Regions from separate parts of the Rattus norvegicus genome. Here all the other regions are linked to region 2. A link is a contact called in public Hi-C data. All regions are on one chromosome and are shown on one strand. The core of a region is the stretch at or near the end of the contact, and the rest is flanking DNA. Distances in the headings are between cores, read along the strand shown.

Region 1 (3,289 bases), core at 260-2,759, 140 kb after region 2:
AATGTTTACGTCTCTTTTCATTTCTACTGGTGCTATTTACTTTCGAGTTTCAGACACATCTTTTTCACCGACGGTTTCCTCTTCATCTTTCTGCAGAATAAACAGCTTTAATTTTAACAAAGTCCAATCTCTCTACTTTGTTTTCTTGTGATATTGTGCTTTGGAGTTGAAAATGTTAAGTCCTTAAGTCCTGAAAACTTTTTTGGAATAACTTTTTTCCCTAAGTCTTCCATATTGGATTTAAATCCGTGATACATTCAGAGACTCTTTTACATATTTATTTATTGTATATATTTTGTTAGCTTGAGAAGGTTTGATTTGTTGAAATAAATGACTGTCTTTTCCTCTTTGAATCACATTTGTACTTTTTCAAACGTAGTTAAGCACATTATTGTTGGGTTTATTTCCGGATTTTCTTCCCTGTTGCATTGATTCTTCTGCAAATATCATCGTATCTTGATCACTGTAGCTTTACAATAATAAATCTTGAAGTTATGTTAATGTAGGCCCTCCGACTTTATCTTTTTCAAAATTGATTTTTGTTTAATAAATTGTACTCGAGGTATTTCCGTTCACTCCACGTCCCCCCGCCCGGATTTTTTTTTGCTGCTCCCTCGATTTATTCGAGCGAACGCAGCTCCGCCATGAGCTCCTCCTTCTCCCGCTGCAGCTCCCGCAGATGCTGCTGGTTTTGCTCCAATCTGTCCTCTAACCACTGCAGCAGAGGCCCACTCACCGCCGACATCTGGCTGCACAGATTCTTGGTGAAGACCGAGCCATTGTGGATCTTGGTCACCGAGTCCAGATGTGTGAGGCTATGGATCCGCCTGTACGCGTCCTGCTCCTCCTGACACAGGATCTTCGGCAGCTCCACCGCGGACTCCAGGCAAACTTTCCCGATGGTGACGTGGGGAACGACGTGGACGGGGATTTCGATTCTCTCATAGTCTGAGCTTTTCTGGGCTTGTACGGATTGGAAGCAAGTGTAGAGGACACGTCCGGTCTTTGTGTTCTTGTCTTCTATGAAACAGGAGAAAATAAGTCCCACGAAGCCTTGGTCCATCATTTGGTACATGGCTTGCGTGCGAACATCCACGTGTGAAGGCCACACCGTTATGTGAGGGTGCGAATGGTACCAGCCGACGACTCTCATGGGACGGCCAGTGAGTTCCGCCAACCTTTCCGCCTCAGTCGAGGCTGCAGACAGCTGCTCTGGGGAAATCTCCACGCGGTCCTTCCTCTTGTCAGAACGGCGCAGGATGATGACCGAGTGGATGTGGACGACTCTGATCGAATCCACCTTCTCCGGAACCGTGCACACGTCACTTCCGGCGTGTGCGAATTTGGACTCACTCCTTACGTCGTCGTTCAGCTCCCCGATGCACAGACCCATCACCTCCTCTTTCTCCGTACTCAGGGCGTGGTTCAGACAAACCAGAAAGGCGTCCGACTCCAGATGGACAGCCTGCACGGCCTGAACCACCGGCACCGCCATCGTCTCCCCGTTCACTTCCGCCCAAGGCTTCCGGCCGCCTGTGCAAGCGGGTGCTCAGACGCCCCGCCCAGGGACGGAGCCTGGGGTTCAGGGGCCGGGCCCGCACTCACATCCGCCAAGGGCTTCTGTCCGCCTGTGCGAGCCAGTGCTCAGACGCCCCGCCCAGGGACGGAGCCTAGGGCTCAGGAGCGGAGCCAGGGCTCAGGGGCCGGGCCCGCACTCACGTCCGCCAAGGGCTTAAGGCAGCCTGTGCGAACGGGTGCTCGGACGTCCCGCCCAGGGACGGAGCCTGGGGAATCAGAGGCGGAACCCGGGGTCAGGGGCGGGGCCCGCACTTAAATCCGCTAAGGGTTTCCGGCCGCCTGTGCAAGCCGGTGCTCGGACGCCCCGCCCAGGGGCGGAAGCTTGGCCGAGGGGCGTGGCCGGCGTTAAGGGGGCTGTTCAGACGCAGCCTTACCAGCCCAGCGCTTGACCCTCGGTCCAGCCCTGGCCTAGGGTCTTGGGTTCCACAGGGGCTGAGCCTGAGGCTTAGGGGCGGTGTCCGCCAGGGCCTTAGGGGCGGATCCTGGGGCGTAGGGGAGGAGCCTAGGACCTAGGAGCGGAGTTTGGGCCTTAGGGGTGGGTCCTGTGGGACTTGGGTGGCGGCTAAGAAGGCCTGCGCGGCAGGGAGAGCCGCCGGGAGGCCTACGCAGCAGGCCAGGTAGTACGCTGGGCAACGTTCCTGCGCCAGGGCGGACGTGGGCTGTGAGTCGCTCTGGGGAGTCAGGGCAGACTAGACTTCCTAGTGCTGACGTCCATTTTGGGTGCCCGCCCGCTCCTGATAGCACACATCTTTAATCCCAGCACTTGGGAGGCAGAGGTAGGTGGATCTCTGTGAGTTCCAGGACAGCCAGAGAATCTTTGTCTTGAAAATTTTTTAAATTAAAAATTAAATTAAGAAAAAGTATCAGATTAACTGTCGTTGTCAACTGGGTATGGAGTCACTGGAAACACATCTCTATTTTTCTTACCTCATACACATAATACATCCCAACCACAGTTTCCACTCCTCTCATTCCACACTGCACCTCCCCTCTCTTTCAGATGCAGGCTTCCTCCATCTCCCTTCAGATTCTAACTTTTTTAAACATTATTTTAATATCTATATGTCTGAAAGACAAGACCCTTCCTGAGTGTAGATGCCACCATCCCTGGACTGGGGTCCTAGGCTGAGAGTGTGAGCCAGGCTGGGGTCCTGGGCTGGAGTGTGAGCCAGGCTGGGGTCCTGGGCTGGAGTGTGAGCCAGGTTGGGGTCCTGGGCTGGAGTGTGAGGGAGCCTCAGCTTGTCCCTTCCTGTGAAACCTCTTGGTAATGCTCTAAAGAACTTAACCACTCACCTTACTCACCCTCCTGGATTTTTGTCTGTGGGATGATGAGACTCTAGGCAATCTAAGGGTATGTCCACATCTCTGTGTGAGCAGCAGAAGAGCTGGGACAGCCCACGGCTCTCCCTGACTTGCTGGTGACACAAGCCCTGCTCTGAGGAAGTCAGTGGAGATATTCAGCTACCTCTCCTGGTCAGCATTAGTATTTTCTTTTTATGTAAGTAGTGTGTTCTTTAAAACTTTTTAAATTGATTCTTTGTGAATTTCACATCACACACCCCAATCCCACTCATCTCCCTGTCCCTCCTTATCCGCCCTCTGCCTTGCAACCACCCTTACCAAAAGAAGACAAAAAATATATTTTTTTCATTGTGTAAGCTGCAGTGTGTCAGTCAGTGAGCCCAAGCAGCTTCACTTGCAAATGTTCACT
Region 2 (3,173 bases), core at 4-2,503:
GCACTTTGCGTTTCCCAGCCTCACTCAGTAAGGCCCAATCAGTACTGCCCCCAGAGATACCCAGGTTTCTCCAGTTCCCACACCCCGCCCCTTGTCCCCTTTAGACTCTGGAACCCTTGGGCTTAGGAGTTTCGGTCCTCCCAATCATAAAAGTCCTTTCACACCTTGCAAATTCCCCTGAGGCTCCCGGATAAAAGGGAAGAGACCCCGGTGGCTCCCACCCCCACTCTTCCCGGCTGTAGGTGCTTTCTCCGCCGCAGCAGAAGTGTCAAAACGCCCTTGTGCTGCAGCTGGAAGAGCGGTCTAGACTTCTAAGGAAAGACGCCCTGGAGTCCCGCCCTGGAACTGAGACTCTGATAGGTCTTGGCCCCACCTGCTGGTGGTTTGTGGGCTAAGCTTGAGATGTAAAGTGGGGAAGAGGGATGGTGGAGGAGGTTGGAGAAGGCCTCAGCGACCCAGTGGCGAAAAAGGTTATCAGACTGGGGTGGGAAGCTTCGTACCAGGGCGGGCAATCTAATTAAGAGTCGAAAACTACAGCTGGGGTCCAGTAATTAGGACTTTTCCAAATCTGAGGGCTCAGTACGAATTGAGGAGCCAGTGTGTAAAATGGTGTCAGGGAGCCTAGATTCAGAACAGGAAGAAGTCAGTGTTTCAGGTTGAAGTAGAGATTCAGCTGCTGCAAGGAGGCTTAGCCTGGGACCGAGTATGCAGGTGGGACCTACAATGGCATTCAGCCTAGGATTAGAAGGCAGCCTAGGGTGAAGAATTTTAGGCTTCCCGGTGGCCCAGCGAAGTTGAAATAAGGAAAGTTCGCCGACACCTATGGTTGCTAAAACTTCTGGCCAGGAGCTAGGTACCGGGAAGTGAGGGGTGGGAGAGGAAATGCGTCCTTGGGAGTACTGGGAAGTGTAGTTTATGCATGCTTCGTTGCACGGATCTGCTCCCTCTACATTCTGGGTAATGTAGTCTTAGACCGTTAAGAGTTGCTGAAGGAATTCCGCTTTAAGGGACGGATATGGGTTCCTGGATCATTGGTTAGTCGTCCTGTTCATCAAACTACATCCGGCACAATCTGTTTAGCGATTGGAGAGCCATGAAAGTAGGGCTGAAAAAGATAAGCACGCCCATTTGAGAGGTCTTCTGACAATCAAAAGGATTTCAGTTGCTAATTGGGTAACTTGACTACATCGTACGACTATTGGCTGAAAAGTGGGCGGGCCTTATAAGGCGTCAGCGGCTGTGTTCGGGGGCAGTCGCAGCCCCAGAGATGGCAGTGAGCGAGAGGAGGGGGCTCAGCGGCGAGAGCCCAGCGCAGTGTCGATGGGAATACTTGTCGCTGCTGGTGCTGATGCTGAGCGGCTGCTCAGGCCGTATCCACCGGCTGACTCTCACAGTGAGCCCCGCAGGCTTGGCCTCGCTGTCTCCCCCCCCCTTAGCTCCGCCGGTGAATGGAGCAGCCGCACCTCCCACTGCAGGCTGCTAGTGGTCTCGTCCTGGGGTCCCCCCGCCGGGTTCTGGTAATGGGTTGGCCTGGTTTAGGGGGGGCGGGGCTTCATCTCCCAGGACCCCTGACTCCTGGCGAATTTAATTTCAGGGGGACCCTCGGTAACAACCATAGGACTTTCTGAGAGGAGGGGGTACCTGGTAGGATCTTCCTGGAATTCACTTTGTGGAGTGGTGGAAGACTACTTTGAAAATTTAGCCCAGATAGAATCGAAAACTTTTCCAGGAAGTCGAAGCTGTTCACACCAGCATGTGAAGCCCACTCTCAGGGCAGTGCACATCAATATGGGGTCTGCCATGGGTTTGCCAGGATTTCACCCCCTGGACACTCAAACTCACCCTGTAACTGCCTGGGACTGAAGTAGGAAAATGTTACCAGCACCAATACACAGTACCCAGGAATGCTTTCTCACGTGCTCCTGTCCTGAATACAAATGTATAGAAACACGCAGTGGGGCTGGACTTGGTGGAGAGAGTGCCCTTACTGCCACTGCCTCTTTGGTTTCCTGCAGGGGGAGAAGCGAGCTGACATCCAACTGAACAGCTTTGGATTCTACACCAATGGTTCCCTGGAAGTAGAGCTGAGCTTACTGCGACTCAGCCTCCAGGAGACAGAAGACAAGTTTCCAAAGGTGAGGGGGTTCATGGGAGAGCTCAGTGCACAAGTTCTGAAATTCCATCCTAGCTCTGTCCCTCACCAATGTGATCTGTGGCAAGTCCCAGAGCCTCCTTGAGCCTCAGTTTCCCCACCTGTCACTTAAGAATGAATACGGCTGTGAGGCCCAAATTGAACCTCTTCTGAGACCCCTTAAATGAGACTCACGGAGGTAGTGATGGATGCAAAAGCAAGAGGAACTTTATTGTTCTAACGTGCTGGGGTCGCCCCACTTTGGGAGCAGACTAACGGGATTATGTACTTTTCAAACCAGCAGGGCAGAATTCAAACAATTGGGGCAGAATTTGAACAATGGTAACTAGGCACGGAACTATGTACTACGGATGGAGAGAGGCAACCTTCAAACCGACTCAGTGTACCATTTTGGGACTTTCCAAGGAAGGGGGGGGCGTGGGGAGTCTCAGGTGGCTTTGTCTAACAGTTTGGCTTGCAGCAGTTCCAGAAACTAAACTAGCTTTTTTTTTTTTTTTACTTCCTGGAAGGGAGGGGTCCTGTGCTTGGAGGTTTGTGGTGGAATTTTCCTACTGCCTTAGATGGACCCCAACTCCGGCTCTTTCACAGTATCTCATGCAGTCTGGGTTTGGGGGTACAGATCTTAGTGTCCCGGCTGGCTGAGGCAGGAGGATCAGAAGTTAGCCAGCCAGTATGTATATGTATATATGTGTGTGTGTATGTGTGTGTGTGCGTGCATGCATGTGCGTGTGTGTGTGTGTGTGTGTGTGTATGTATATATATACATATTGCATTTTAATCATACTCGCTTCTCCCCCTAACTCCACCAAGATCCATTCCTACCTTCCCAAACTCCTCCCAGTTCATGTTATTCTTTTTAAAGACATGGCCTCACTATGTAGCCCCAGATAGCCAGGAACTCTGTGTAGACCAGGCTGGCTACAAACTCGGAGATCTGCCAGCCTTTTTCCCAAGTGCTGGGATCCAAGGCCTGTGCTCTTTGTTTTCATCTGGGGCCACAACCCTCCCTCCCTTCCTCCCT
Region 3 (3,205 bases), core at 221-2,720, 230 kb after region 2:
TTAAGAAAAAAAAAGAGTGTCAGGGTAGGGCTGGGTATAACCTGATTGTAGTACGCATGCCTAACATACACACAGCCTTTTAAAAGTAATGTCTCTCCACTTGTCCCAGTACTCTGGTCTCTCATACACCAGTTCTTCTGCATACACCTTCCCAACTCACCAAGCCCCCGTTGGACCCGCCGCCATCTGGGGGTTGAGTTGTGCTATTTGTGAAAGAGTCTGGTGCTGTGGAACAGAAAGAGGAAAAAACAAAAAACAAAAACTCTTAAGCTGGAGCTTCGCTAGGCATCACTTACACACCACTCAGCCAGACCTTGCAAACCTCTCCCAAGTCTCCAGCTGGAATAGAGGCAACAAGAAGGGCAATCCACCCTCTAGCCACCCAGGTCGCCATTAGAATAGATGGCTTCCAGAACAGTGTCCCCTCCACCATCACTCTGGCCCAGGGCCCTTAAGGACCTGGGCGGGGCTCAACCTTTCCCTGGAGTGTGTGACTCACAAGGCCCCCCCACCCCCAGGCTCCTGAAACTGGAACCAGAAAGACTGAGGGAAGGTCTAGCTGGGTCCACACCTAATAAGGTTCAGCCCTGTCAGCTGGGCCTTCAGGCCTCCTCCAGGTCCCCCTGGCTGCTTAAGACTCTCAACTATGCAGACTCAGGTGCCCAGGCCCTCCCCTCCTCCACCTCCGGGCTGTGCCCAACAACCCCCAGCTCCTAAATTCCACAAGACTTAAGGACTCAGGAATTCTGGGATGCGGGCACGGGGTTACTTTACGGTAGAGCGCTTGCCTAGCAATCAGGAAAACCTGGGTTCGAGCAACGTAAAAAAATTGGAAAAAAAAAAAAACGTTCGGAGGTCAGCTAGACTAATTTGAAGTTCAGTCCTGATGCTTTCAGACTCGATCGCCAAACACATTCCAAGCTCATTCCTAAGATCTTTCGCCCTCTCTGGGTCGCAAATGCCCCGTACTTCTAAGTTCAACCCGGGATCCCTCCTCCCACCCGAGCGCCACCCGGGACGGTACCTACTTTCTTGGCTCCAGCCGGAGGGCAGCATCGGCAAGCCAAACGCCAAGAGCAGCCCCAGGCCTGGGGTCGCCATGAGCTTGGGCGACGAGTTGGTGGCGCCAAGGACAGGACTTCCCCAGGGCTCCAATTCCTACCGCATCTTGGGTCGAGGAGGGCACCTGCGACCCAGGACCTGGGGACCAGACCAGGGGAAGAGGGCGCAGCATGAGGTGAGGGGCTGGACTCAGGCTCGGGCCCCAGAGACCCGCAACCCAATCTTGGAGTGCGCTCCCCGCCCTCAGCGCCAAGGGTCAGAGATTAAAGATTAACTCCCCGACCGCGTACTTGGGCCAGGGAAAGGGAAGGAGGAGGTGGGGACAGGACAGGCTGCGTGCCCTGCCTCCCTACCTGACCCAGGCGTCAGAGAGGGACTTCGCTCAGGTTTCCAATCCCGGGTTCCCAGCTGGAACCCCGAGTCGCTGTCCTTCACCCGGTCGCTCCAGATCCCACCCGCCCCGCCCGCTCACGTGACCCGGAAAGTTTAGTCACCCACCTAGGCAAAGAGCGCACTTCCGGCTTGTGCACCTGAGCCTGGCTGAGAGGGGCGGGGCGAAGAGGGCGGGGCCGCGCCGCCAGAGCACCTGTAACGGGAACCCCATTGCGACAAGGAGCTGCGCGGAGGGCGGAAGCGAGCAGGTGAAAGGACTGCACAGCTGGGGTCCCTCTGTGGCACAGGTGTGCAGACGCAGGGGGCGTGGCGACACTCCAGAAAGATACACACCTGTAAAGGGCGGTCTCCGATGGGTAACACTGATTCATACTGACGTCAGATCTGGTAATGCTAACCTGAATCCTAAGTGTATTCTGGAGGCGGAGGCCAGAGGATCACAAGTTCAAGGCCAGCCTGAGCAAATCCTATTTCAAAAGTAAAATGGCTGGGAGCGTGGCTCAGGGCCAGAAACCTTGCCTAGAATCACCTAGTGAAGGTCACCTGCCAAGAATGTCTTAGTGACGGCATCGCCCTTTTCTCAGCTATGAATTCAGCATGCCTGAGACCCTGGGTTCCTTCTTTATCCCATAGTCAATCAATCAACTTGTACAGGACTAGTTTCGTAGAAAGATACACAATGTGGACTTGTAGTCAGAGTAATCAGAACACCTGCTTAGAATTAAACCCGTGCGGTAAAAAACACACCTAGACAAGCCCCTGCGCAGAATCCCGCTCAGCTTAATGGAAGGCCTTATGTTCGCACTGAAAAAAGTCCGTATGACAGGCCCACCTGTCAGGGAAGTGTTTGGGGGAAAGAATGGATTTGGGTCTGTGCAGAAGCAGTTATGTCCCATGGCGTCCACAAAGAAACACGTATGCATGGAAACCTTTGGTAGCTGGTAGAGGGCTGGGGTGAGACTTTCACCTCTTCACCAAACACCTGTCCGGAACCACACGACCTCCTGATGTATCTTTGGGTAAAAGGTGGTCATGAACCGGATATGATAGCACATGATTTACCGTCCCGGCAATGGGGAATCAGAAGCAGGCGAATTGCTGCACAATCAAGGCCAGCTAAGCCCCAGAGAACTTGAGTCAAAAGTGCAATAACAACAGTCAGAGGGCTGGAGCTGGAGTTTGTTGTCTAGATTGACTAAGCCATACAAAGCCCTACAACGCCCATTGTAGTGGCATATGCCTTAGATCCCAGCAAAAACAGGTGGATCTTTGTGAGTTCCAGATCAGCCTGGTCTACATAGTGACTTCCATGGCTACACAGAGAGATTGTGTTTTTTTAAAAAGAAAAAAGAAAACTAAAAATAAACAAAAGAGGTGTCCTCCCTTCCTAGGACAGGTGGCTTAAAATCTGTTTGAATCTCTGCTCTGTCTGTCCCTAAATGGGAATCCGGAATAGGATTTTAAGCTTTAGGCTCCACTGTCGCGTGGGAAAAGCAAGTGTCACCTACCTACCTCACAGGGTTTGGGCAGGTTCGGTGCTGAGCAGCGAGTGAAGGACTCTGACATGCGCAACACACTCAATGTTAGCCATTATTTATTATTCGCGGTCAAACGAACGCCCTTCCCCCTGACGGTGAGACGAGAAACTGCACCCGAAACTTGTGGGAGGGACTGGAGCAGGTGCAACCGCTGTCCCCGGCTGAGGCCCCGCCTCCAGAGCCCCTCCTCCTTCTGGTCCCGGACTCCCTTC

The links. Hi-C and Micro-C count contacts between places; a contact is called where the count stands out from the background.
Region 1: a contact with region 2 is called in a Hi-C map of liver, with 3 times the contacts expected there. The contact joins the promoter of Brcc3 here to the promoter of Gpr108 in region 2. A contact is called at or near these places in 3 of 12 Hi-C or Micro-C datasets (frontal cortex, liver and mammary epithelial cells).
Region 3: a contact with region 2 is called in a Hi-C map of hepatocytes, with 2.0 times the contacts expected there. The contact joins the promoter of Crb3 here to the promoter of Gpr108 in region 2. A contact is called at or near these places in 2 of 12 Hi-C or Micro-C datasets (hepatocytes and kidney).

What each region holds. Positions count from the first base shown.
Region 1 is chr9:2,072,147-2,075,435 of GRCr8, reverse strand. It overlaps Brcc3 (BRCA1/BRCA2-containing complex subunit 3), which reads right to left and starts at 1,509. Exons shown (of 1, transcript NM_001127300.1): 1 at 1-1,509. The coding sequence starts at 1,495. The coding sequence ends at 620.
Region 2 is chr9:2,216,781-2,219,953 of GRCr8, reverse strand. Gpr108 (G protein-coupled receptor 108) reads left to right here and starts at 1,253. Exons shown (of 17, transcript NM_199399.1): 1 at 1,253-1,393; 2 at 2,016-2,135. The coding sequence starts at 1,268. It also overlaps a transcript of Trip10 not described here.
Region 3 is chr9:1,986,019-1,989,223 of GRCr8, reverse strand. It overlaps Crb3 (crumbs cell polarity complex component 3), which reads right to left and starts at 1,470. Exons shown (of 4, transcript NM_001025661.1): 1 at 1,416-1,470; 2 at 1,029-1,200; 3 at 161-225. The coding sequence starts at 1,101.